2 separate regions of the Gasterosteus aculeatus genome follow, and region 2 is linked to region 1. The links are chromatin contacts, called in public Hi-C maps. All regions are on one chromosome and are shown on one strand. Each heading gives the region's core, a stretch centred on a gene start, on an enhancer-like site or on the middle of the called end of the contact. The rest is flanking DNA. Distances are from core to core; before and after follow the strand shown. Region 1 overlaps phactr3b (phosphatase and actin regulator 3b). Region 2 holds the start of bin2b (bridging integrator 2b).

Region 1 (5,912 bases), core at 2,259-4,758:
GACAGAGCGGAGCCGCGCTGCACCCGGGAGCGTCTGGGACCGGGACCCCACTGGGACCCCACCCCCCACACCCCTCCACCCCTCGTGGTGCAAAAAGGGGCACAGAATCATTCTGTAAATAGCCCAAGCCTCTGATTCCAGCCCTCGCTGTGCGTCATGGATTGTCTCCAGAGAAGAGACAGAAATGAAATGTTTGCTTTGCCCTCACAAGTAGCACAGTTATGTGCGGCTACCGTTGTGATGCCTTGCGATTGAAGAGAGTCAGCGAGACATTTCCACATCTCACAGTACTGAACACGCTCTGTTATACTCCGATGAATAGGGTGAGAATAGAACTTGTACGCTTTAACCTACACAGCAGGATGCTGCAGCTCTCTTTGACGCGAGAGCATTAAGAACGTCTGCTTCGTTTCCACCGGCAACATGTTGGTTTCACCACCGTCACTCCCGGCTTTGCTTTCACTCCCATATGAGATACCAAGATAAACTCCTTTGTTTAGTGCTTTAAGGGTTTTGTGTGGCCGAGGTGTAAACGTGTCCCCCGCGGTGCTTCTGAATCTCTTATATATGTTATATTTCTGGTGAGCTCCTTTCTTTTACTGTGACAACTCAACGACTGCTGCTGATACGAAGCCACTCAAGGAGGAAGATATTTCACGGCTTTCTATGTTGTTTTATTAGTGTCGACAAGTTTCAAATGCAGTTGTTTTAGCCATTTTCTTAACAGATTGTTCATCTCTGAATCTTACTTTTGTTTACAACGGAAGTAAAAATAAAACAGATTTTTAAACATTTTAAACTGTCAATCAGCAGTGCTTTCAAACTGGGCACTGCAGCCATTAGCGTACTGGATGGGGACTATTTCCAGCAGCGCAATGATACTCTCATTCATTCTCATGTCCGAGGGACAAGAATACGGAATATGAGCCTAATTGGTGTCTCTTTACTGTTCCGGTCAGCAGTCACCGCAGAACTGAGCCGACCACGTGACCGCGCTGACCCGTCCTCACCCAGCACTGGTTTTATACTGTCCCCAAACCTCGGCCAACCCTGCTCCCGCCCCTCCGTGGGACACACAATTGATCGGCCTTGTGTTTTCATTATGTAAGGGTAGGTTTACATAAGCACCCCCTTGGTGCTCGCTGCAGACCACAGTGCCTGCAGCGTCCCTCTGGTAGGTACAGGAGTTCAGTAATTGAGTTCACGCCACACCACCGCCGCTTGCTGCTGCTGCTGCTATTCCACGTCCGCCCGCCGGAAGTCGTCCCAACGTGCGGGCGGAGCGGCTCACGTGGACCGAGGCGTGCCTGGAGACCGCTCCTGCCCGTGCGCACGTGCACAAACACGCAATCCCCAGATTGACGAGCAGCTGCGAGATGCCCGGGTGAGGACGGAGGAGAACAACGGCGCCCACGTGGAGCAGAGCGACGCCGGGCCCGGCAGCTTTATTCACCCCCTCTGAGCTCAGGCTCACATTTTTTTAAATGGATCGGGGTCGGTTCAAAGTGCTCGTCCCTCTAATTAACCCGCCGTGGCGCCGGGTGTGGTTGACACCGCGCCCGGGACACGTGGGTTCATCGACGCCGCTGCCGACCTTCGTGTTATGTAATCATTATTCCCAACATCGATGAAACGGTTGTTGTTGGGCCGAGGGAATAAATATTTATCAGCTTTTCATTCATTAAATGATTTGAATCATTAAACTGAATCATCATCCCGAGCCTCATATCTCGACTTGCACAGAGGTGCAGAGCAACCAACGACATTAACTGAATTACTGTGCTTCAGTACAGTTCGGAGGTACTTGTACTCAATATTAATACTTTCTGTTCTCACCTACTTTATACATTACTGCTGTTATTACTTCTACTGAAACAGCTCTACGGACAACATTCATTCAGCTGGAGAATTTTGAAATAAAAACGTGTGAGTATACAACATTCCAGTGAGGAAACCATCTGCAAGGTCACATTCTGGAGCTCGTGAAAGAAAAAACGGGCCGTTGCTGTTTTTAGATTTGTCATCCTCACCAGCACCAACTGAAAAAACCACAGTCGTGTCCAACACGTAGGATTTCCATTATGTCCCCGAGCGATGACATTTGTAGCGTCGTGAGCAAAGGTGAGAAGTTATGAAATGCCATTTTATTCATTTATTATCTGCGCATTTTGTTGATTCCTCTTCAACTGTAAGGAAACACATTTGGAGATGTTCCTCCAAAAAGAGCTCGCGTCTCCTGAACTGCCACTACGTTAGCCAATGCTTACGACTGATGCTGTAGCAGCCAGCAATACGCTTTACCACAGTGTTGTAGTGTGATGAGAGGGAGAGCCATGGGGGGGGGGGGGGGGGGGGTCTGCACTCACTTGGCCAGCTTGGTCTCGATCTGCTGGCGGATCTCCTGCCGCTCCTGGTCGCTGCGCACGGGGAAGATGTTGCGGTCCTCCAGCTCTTGCTTGCTGGGTCGGTTCCGGAGCTTCACGGCCAGCAGCTCCTTCCTCATCCTGCGCGGGAGGGACCCTGTGGGGCGGAGCAGCGCGGGATTAGGGACAGCGCCGCCAACCGCGAATGGATATTCAAAATTCACTTTTCACAAATTTGTTCCAGGTGAGTAGAAAATTCTAATTAACTGATAATTCAGTAATTTAGTTAAATAATCTTTTTAAAGCGCAGGCCGCTGTGCTCCGCCGACCCCCACCAAGCGGAATGAGGCCAGCGGATAGTAAGTCGACCACGGCGGATAGTAACAATAAAAGGGGGCCGTCTACGGTCAGCTGACCCACCGGAGATGACCGAGTCGTTCCAGCTGTCCTGGTCGTTCAGGTACTCGTCCAGGCGCCAGTTCTCTTTGTTCTCGTCCGACTGCTTCCTGCCCTCCGACTCCCCGGCCGGCTCCCTCTCTGTGCTGGACGTGCGGGACAGACGGCCGTCCATGCGCCGCTTCAGGGAGGAGCGCGCCTCCTTCGCCTGGAAACTAACCGCACACACGGCAAAGGCAAGCCGAGTCGATTACAACTTCCATCAGGGTGGTCTCGTTTTATTCGTGTAAATAGAAAAGTGTCATCTACGGCAGATGGATAGTATCGTCTCTGGGAAGAGAAGCGAACGGCGCGCGGGGAAGTCTGACCTGTCCTGCCGGTGTTTGGTGGCCAGGGCGCGGTGCAGCTCCTCGATGATGCAGCTCGGGGGCAGCTGTGAGTGCAGCGCCCCGAGGTGCGGGGACCCGGTGGGTGTGAGGATCCGGCCCCTCAACAGGGAGCCGTGGGGGTCTTTGGGAAGAGTGAAGTTCCGTGGTAAGGTGGCCGGGGACTTCTTGACTGGAACCGAAGGCGTACCTGGGAGAGGAAAGAAAAACACTGCTGCAAAAACCAGGGGGGAGGGGCTTTGCATCGAGGGGAGTGGAGGGGGGGGGGGGCGGGGGGGTCGGCCCGTGTTTGACTCACAGTCAAGGCTTCCCAGTCTGGTGAGCGGTTTGACCGCCACTTTGGGCGGAGGGGAAGTGACGACCCGACTGGGCGGGGGGGCCGGCACCGCCGCCGCCGCCGCCGCCTCCCGCTTCCCTTCAGCAGGCTCCGCCTTCGCGGCGGGCCGCTCGTCGCTGCGGTCGCTCAGCGAGGTGCTCTCGTCCTCTCCGTCCTCACTCTGGTTCGGATCTCCCGCCGTCTTTGAGTCCTCCGTCACATCTTGCACTGAAAGGAGACACAGCAGCAACGGTGATGCTGGGCTTGTTCGGTCTCTGCCTCCCCCTGGTGGACGGGGAGGGACATGTGACGCGGCGGCACCAGTTTAGCGCTCGGCAATTCATCTTAAATCACTAGCAGGAGGCTAAAGAAAGAAGAGTCTTCTTTTGATGCACAACAGTCAAAACTTAAGACATTCATTTAAAACCTCCAAGGGTTTACTCTTGGATTTCCTGAAAATGGGGCAAACCCTGACAAGAACAATATGTCCAAGATAAAAGACAAAAATGATGTTTATTTCGCAAGGCAATATTTGCCTTCAGTGTAAAAGCACAAAGAAACAGGAAAGCCCCCCTGCTGTCTAAAGGCCTTTAGACATAAAAACCCATCGAGTGTCACGTCTCCTGTTCTCTACCTGTCGAGGCCTCCAGATCGCTGCCCAGGTCTTCGCTGGTGCTGGCCAGCGGGGCCACGGGCTCCTCGTCTCGGTCCTCGGCGTCGGACTGAGTCGGCGTGTCTGCGTCCTCGCCGTTGCCCCCGCAAGCCACATCCGAGTCTGTGCACAGAGGAAGAGGGCGGGAGTGAGCCGGCACAGCGTGGCATCATGTGGCCGCCCGGAGTCACATATGTGTGTGTGTGTGTGTGTGTGTGTGTGTGTCTCCTTCTGCACCTGTCTCCGTCTCCCCAGGGCTCCTCCTGACGAGGTCACCTCTCTTCTGCCGCGCAGCTGCCTTCTTCTCCCCGGCTAAACAACACAAGCGCTAATTAACGGAACGGACACAACGCACGCACAAACAAAATAACAAGTATCCCACGTGCGCCTCCGCCGCTCACCGCTGGGGGGCTTCAGCTTCTCGTTTTTCTTTTTCCTCCACTTCCAAGGCTTGAAGATGCGTCCCAGGCTGGCCAGCTTGCTGTTGCGGCGGACGGGAGGCGTCCGGACTCCCGACACCAGGCAGCCCGAGTGCAGCGCCCTCTGCTGGTCCATCACATCTACCACGCAGAAAAGGAAGGACGGCCGTGAGTCACTCTGGAGCCGCGGCCTAATGTCTAACCGGCAGCGGGGAGGAGACAGAGGATCGCATTGTTTGTGAGCGACTCACGTGGTTTCAGGGCAGCCAAACACCCCCAAACACCCCCCCCAAAAACACTCACAATACGTGGCTTTTAAAAAAATAAAAAAAAGAGAGACATGCAGGGAACAAATACAACAAGCTCCAGCTTCTTTTAAGGTCGACGCAGCGGCATGCTGGGTGGCGCTCGGCTGCGTCCACTCGCCCCGTCTGTTTACGCGCGCTTTGCTTTTTGACGTAGTGGCCAGAATATATTCCAGTGTTTTCAAATGTGGGGGAGGGGGCGTTGCACAGAGGCCTTTGAGGCCTCCCGAAAGATGGAGACAGGCAATCAATGGCTATTCCTCTTAGCGCCTACTTGGACTCCTCCAAGCACTCTCAAAGTCTGCGGTCTGAGCCGTAGAGGAGGGATCGCCGGGACAGACAGAAACACAGAGTCTGGCTCTGACACCTCAGGGAGCTTACAGCCGAGCCGCGGGCCGCAAACACTCTCCTGCGTCTAAATCCACAACATCTGCTCATTGACATCCCTCCTGGAAACAAATCACACACACGCGCTGATCCCCGCAAACCCTCAGGTACGCAGCGAGCCGCTCCGCAGGTGAGGGACGTGATCAGGCGGTGGGATTCCCGTTTGTGGGGGGCAGGCCAAACGCCGAGGAAAATGAGGAAAGTGAATATTAAGAATAAGGGGAAAGCGGTTCTGCAGCGTGCTGCAGGGAGCGGCCGGGGGGGGGGCTTCGTTTGTGTGGAGTAGGTGCGACGTCCTCGCGGACACACGCCGGTCAAACAGGTCATCGGTGGGCTCACGTCAAGAAAGGTCCAGGGCGGGGGAGGGGCTGCGGCCGCAACTAACAGATATTTTCTATATATTATTCAACCTGCCATGTATTTTTTTCAAATGGTCAACCAATAAAAATAACCGCAGTAAAATCCTGAAGCCTAAAGTGAAGCTTTTTTTTGTCAATGTCAATCTAAAACACAAAGGAATCAAATTTAATTGCACACAAAGAAAAGCAGAAGATCCTCCCACTGGAGTAAGAACACATCTTTCGGGCGGAACTTATTCTTGAACTCTGCTGTTCACGGAAACCATGAAACTAGAAGCTGCAGCTCTTTTTCACCAATCATCCGCCTCACTGCATTTGCCGACGCAATA
Region 2 (5,912 bases), core at 2,222-4,721, 56 kb before region 1:
CCAGAATGTGTGTTGTGCAGGGTTTGTGCACAGTTCTATACAGTGAACCTATGTGACTACAGCACTAATACATATGGCAAGAACCACTCATGGCCACTGCCCATGGTGTCACTGCAGATGTGTACCACCCAACCTCTGGTTTCCCAACAGGTAAACACGGTTTTGTCGCCCTGCAGGCGTTGTTTGTACAGTTAGGCAACGTTAGCTGCGTGTTCACAGCCGCGCCTCGGCAATAGAAATGCTCCCAATCTTGTATTTAGCAGCTTCACTTGCACCGTGTATAGTTTTCTGGAATAAGGTCTACCCGAAACGCGCTGCAGCGGAGCAGCCGTTTAACTATTCAGCTGGATGAGACGTGTGTTGACGTTTGTGAAGGAAGAGTGTATTTTCATGTTAACTCAGATTGAGACTTTCTCACAGACGTACTTCTGTGATGACGGCGAGGTCCTCCACTCCGTTCCAGTCTGGTTCGTAGACGTCTCGCAGAGTCTGCGACAGACGCTTGGACGTCTCATGCACGGCTGTGGAAGGGAACCGGACATTACGGGACAAAAGAAATGCTTAAAGAGTGAATCATCTGGACTCCTGAGGAAACCTATCTTGCGTTTGTGGTCGGTGAGGTTTTTTTTAAGGTGGGGTTGCTTCACCCACACAGAGAAGGTCAGAACAACACGGGCTTTTCCTGGCTAGGAGCTCACAATACAAGAGGCAAGAGCTTTTTATTGCAGGCGAATCACGTGTGCGATGCTGCGTTGGCTGTTTTTACCGCAGGATTCTACTCGTACAAGATGGCAGCAGAATTGCAAAAGTCGACACGCGGTCCGAGAACAGAATAATTCCACTTCCCCATTATTCCAAGACTCTCCCGGGCTAAAGGGCGGCGTTCTGGTCCAGCGCTGCGTCCTACCTTTCACTGCTGCGTGGTGGGCTTTGACATCTTTGAACAACCTGCTTGCATCGACCTGTGAGGGACGCAGAGCAGAAGGCGCAAGTTGGTCAGATTTCGGCAACGCCCAGAAACAGTTGCCCCCATCCATTTGCGCTGGGTCACTTCCTCAGCCGCCTCGGCGTCTTCTGTTCACAACACGACTCAGCGTGACAAGTTCAGAGCTGCACGCAGCGCGCGATACTCGGCTGTCCAACCACATTGTGGCGTTTGAATTAAAATCAACACACGTGCAATGTGCAGTTAAAGTGAAAGCGGCGTGCGTAGACTTCCCTCCTGTTGGTCTCCCTCCAATATGTACTGCAGTTAAACTGGATGACTTCATGAATACGAGCATACACGTGTATAAAATTCATTTTAGTATCACGGCTGCTTGTGTGTACCAAGAAAGCTGGAGACAAAACAAAGTATTTATGAGAAGCAGATAAGAAAATAAGGCAGGAACATCTTGCTGCGAGTGTTTCCTGTTGTCAAGGCTGAGCAGATCGCTGAGCTCGTGAATCGGCACCTCAGCAGAAGGAACTAACAGCTCAATAGTTTTTGAAGACTCTGCAGTGCCCCGTTTAACTTGGGAATGGTGGTGCGGCATCGAAAGAGAAAAAAGAAAATGCTGTTTAACTATAAAAAAAAAAGTGAAATGAAGCCCAGCGCCATGCATGACCTTTGAGAGAAGGTCAGCGGGGTCGCCGCTCCCGGAGACCACCTGACGTTTGCGCATGTCTCACTACCTGTTGTTTGTTGAGGCTCTGGAAACACAGCTCAAACTGCTCATCCTTGGTCTCCATGGTTTTGCCCAGTTTTTGAAGAACCTGATGGAGGAAAGCAGAGTCAGCAACATTAAATAGACAACGGCTCCTTTGCACGAGATGATTATTATAGAGCGAATGATTAGAAGGGAGCTCAATGGGACTCAACAAAGGGGGGGGGGGGGGGGGGGGGGCTGCTGTATATGTGGAAAAGTCAGGCGAGAGGCTCCACGATCCAAGTGTCTCAATCTATTTTCAACTGCATTGTGGGTAATGTAGGCACCAGGTTCCAACAAGACAGAAAGAGGGCTTGGACCAGAAAGATAAGAGAAATGTCGTCTCCACTTCTGCTGCATTGATTTTGCCATTTTTCATGACAGCGTTAAAGGGGTGTGCGCCTTCTGACTCGAACACTGAGTGGGCCGACACATTGCCCCATTACAGCGCACATCAGATACATCAGTGCAAAGGTCAGCCAATTAGATGGGGGACAGAAATAAATAAGTGTTGTCAGGATGCATCGGGATGCATAGGCTGTTAGGATCAAGCTGTCCCGTGCTCCACATAAGAGTCCCGCGAACTCCTACGCACAAGGCCAACCGTTCCATTGTCTCTCACAGACAACTGTGCACGCAGCTGTTGGTGTTGAACCAGAATACCCCCGGACAGCGCGACCTTCGACTCTGAGTCTGCAACAAAAAGTCTTGTTTTATCGCATCCATTTTCCAGGATTGCCAATGAAAAATGCACTCAGACCTCAAAAACCCTGCAGACTACAGGCTGCACGCAGAGCGTAGCTGCTGTTTGGAAGGTGGAGCAGTGAAATCAAACAAGTCGACCACAAACTTGGAGGGAGAAAAAGGTTCAGCCAAGCGAGAGAGGAAGTGCAGTCAGGAAGTGGCAGCTTTTTTTGTGAAGCGGCGCACAACGCTTTTACACTCAGATGGACGGGGAAAGTCCAAACTGCTGGTTTAGAACGGATCGTTTAAAAGTAGACTGTTGGAAACAAAGCATGCGGTTCCCTCGCTAAGTGGGGTGTTTTATTCAACCTTTTTTCACCCACACCATAGCCAGCACGTCGCACAGGTTCTCACTTTCCGTTGCATGACTTTTATCACATGGGTGCGTTGCATCTCGGGGTTGAAACTGTAAGATGGGAAACCCAAACTACGTCACAACAACATGTTTCCCAAGTTGTCCCGGTTTACTCATTTGCCAGATTCATGCTAAAGCAAACAACATTTGCATAGATTGAACGCTCTCTGAATGAGCAGCTTGTCCACGTTTGTTTCAGTGCTGGAAACTGAACCCTCCCCTCAGACATGCCTCACATTCTGCTACATGGAAGACCTTCCAGGAGGCCTGATCTCGAGGAAAAGGCATCCAAGGAGTTCAACGCGGCAGCTGGATGAGGCTGGCGTGCCAGATCCAGCTGGACTGAGACTCACCTTCTCCTGGGCTCGGTTCAGAGACTTCTGGACCCGTTTGGCGAGGAATCCAGCTCCAGCCTGGAGGTTGGGTCCCGCCTTGTTCTCTGCCATCGTTAACTTTTTCCTTTAGAACGTATTTTCCTCCCCCTTTTCTCCGCTTCCTCACGAGAGACTGTCGCGCGAGCGCCTCGCGAGCGGCTTAAGTTCACCGCGGCAGGACGGAGGAGGAGCAACAACACGACTGTCGCGCGCCCTCGCGCACTCACGCACACACGCACACACACACACACACACACACACACATACACGCACACACAGGCAGGGAAGCGCTTTTAGTGCAACCCGCCGAACAGGAGGTTCACGCCCGTCGCAGAAGGAGTACCGGGAAGTCTCTGCGCGTCCGAACCCGTCGAACAAACAGGTCCGCGTGACGGTGACGTCATCCAACCACACTCACCTGTTAATTACGCGGTGAGTTTGATTGCGTCTCTGCGATGACGCGTCTCTGATTCAGCGACGGCCTTCGAGTGCGACTTAAAGGTTCCGGTTTTTTCCTTGTTGTTGGATTTCATGAATCACAAATTAATTAAAATGAAGCGATTTCTTGTCACGTCACCATGTCGGATATGGATTTATAAGGCCTTTCATCAGCCGTGTATGCTCAGCTCTTTGGCTACAATTTTCCCAGTTGGCCATTGTTGACACTTCCGTTTATTATTTAAACGATTTGTTTTGCTCCTAATGTAACATAGAAGTTACCTGTTTTATTAACCCGTAGCTCCCCATCCTCCTGACATAAATATTGTATTATTATTATTATTATTATTATATATGTGTGTGTAAAAGCCCCTCATGCTTTTGGTACAGGCAGTTTGTTGCTATAAGACAAAATAAATTATATTATATATTACATTATACACTCAAAAGCAATATACAACAGAGCCAGAGTCCCCACGGGAAACCGCTAAATGTCAAAGAAAGGGACACAGCATGACAACAAACAAAACAAAAAAAAACAACCACAAAGAGGCACAGCATTAATACTACAAGACAACAAAACGATCACAAAGAAAAACGATGGAACTACAAAAAGACACAAAATAACCTCAAAAAACACAACGTGACCACAAAGAGACACAAAACAACAACAAATGTGACTATAAAAAGAAATGAGATAAATGCACAAAACAACCATGAAGACAGACAAAAGGACTAGGGGGAGTTGCATCTCGCTTAATATTATATATGTACAGTGGAAGGAAAAAGTTTGGGCACCCCTGATCATTTTCAAGATTTTCCTTTATGTATCATTGAACAGCAATTTCAATTAAATATATCATACAGCAGACAAACACAGTGATATTTAAGAAGTGAAATGAAGTTTATAGGATTTACAGAAAGTGTGCAATAATTACTTAAACAAAAGTAGGCAGGTGCATAAACCCTCACATTGGCACAGGAAAAACTCCCCAAAAAATGAAAAATAGGGAAAATGGGGTTGAAAAGGCAAGAAACCTTAGGGAGAACGTCAGAGGAGGATCCCTCTCCCGGGATGGACAGACTACAATAGATGTCATGCGACAGAATGAACAATATAAAAGATGTACAATACATTACATTCATATAACAGAAATGATTCAAATAATTGTGAGTAGTGAGCCAGGTGTACGGCAGGGAAAACCACCATCAGATAGAACCACCATCCACAGAAGCCTGTGGGGAGGGTGAGCACAAAGACATAATGTCGGGTTATGATGACAGTAATAGTCATATGATTAATATTTAAATGATATTTAGAAATGATATTTTCTAAATATACAGTAACAGTCAAAAGTTTGGACACACTTTCTCATTGTTTGAGACAATAGTAAAATATTTACTATGTATCAGAATTTATTTGATAGGTGGTCTAAATGGGGTGTCTCCACACCGCATTATATCTACAGTACAGTATTCTCCAAATTAACATTTGGAAGTTAATGCTAACGGAGGTGATAGTGGGGATACATAGTCGGATCAGACATAAAACCACCGTGTCTTGTCATTGCGTTATTTCACTGGCAGATGGCGCTACTTAACCACAAGTCATAACGCCATGTTGGAATATGCATCTGGCATGCTCTGAACTTGAATGCTATCAGTAATACACTGCAAAAAGAAATGCTCCTCTCGCCTTCACTTTTTTCCTAAATGTAGATCAGCTATAGGCCTGTCATTTCATTAGCATCATGTCGTTTTTAATAAAAACACGCGCCTGATACTTTTAATTAATTCCGAATATATATAACAATAGTTCCTGTGCTGTTACGGCATGTAAATAGGCAGCCCTTGTGACGTTTGTATAGGTACGAACGTTTTGTTGTTCGCGGTAGACCGCGTGGGCGGAGTTCCTTCTCTTCACGACAATGAGCATACGGAATATGCGGTGACACGGTGAGAGGATCGAGCGCACCCAAAGCAACGCGAGCAAGACGAGGTAAAAGACGCTCGGCGCGGACGGACGGTAGAAGAGCGGCTGACAGCGGAGGGAGAGCAACCGCGGTCGACCTTAGTTTTATAGCGTTGTTCTCTTGGAGAAGCGAGCCAGAGGCGTTCGTGCGGTGTCAGGGAGAGACTCGGTGCGGTAAACGTCCAGGTGTGGTGGTATACTTTCCTCGTAAGCCGTCTCTTAAAGCTTGCGCTGTCCCGGGAGAAGGACGCACCTCGATAATGCCTCCCATTGACAATGACCCCGGGAAGAAAGAACTCAAGTCTCGGATACAGCAGCTTATCGACTCCCACCAAGTGATG

Evidence for each region. A called contact is a pair of places that touch in the nucleus more often than the background predicts.
Region 2: a Hi-C map of skeletal muscle shows a contact between it and region 1, with 6 times the contacts expected there. The contact joins the promoter of bin2b here to the enhancer-like site in region 1. A contact is called at or near these places in 3 of 6 Hi-C or Micro-C datasets (skeletal muscle and tail fin).

The regions. Positions count from the first base shown.
Region 1 is chr17:17,950,502-17,956,413 of fGasAcu3.hap1.1, reverse strand. phactr3b (phosphatase and actin regulator 3b) reads right to left here. Exons shown (of 13, transcript XM_040204500.2): 2 at 4,515-4,673; 3 at 4,351-4,425; 4 at 4,096-4,236; 5 at 3,444-3,689; 6 at 3,128-3,335; 7 at 2,784-2,974; 8 at 2,367-2,520. Among protein-coding and RNA genes, the nearest start is that of phactr3b, 15 kb to the right of the region's middle. Within about 2 kb of position 3,508, at least 1 of the 9 cell types and tissues checked has open chromatin away from gene starts, as enhancers often do.
Region 2 is chr17:18,005,987-18,011,898 of fGasAcu3.hap1.1, reverse strand. bin2b (bridging integrator 2b) reads right to left here and starts at 3,471. Exons shown (of 12, transcript XM_040204494.2): 1 at 3,141-3,471; 2 at 1,675-1,755; 3 at 908-962; 4 at 427-521. The coding sequence starts at 3,233. txnrd3 (thioredoxin reductase 3) reads left to right here and starts at 3,464. Exons shown (of 16, transcript XM_078091660.1): 1 at 3,464-3,593.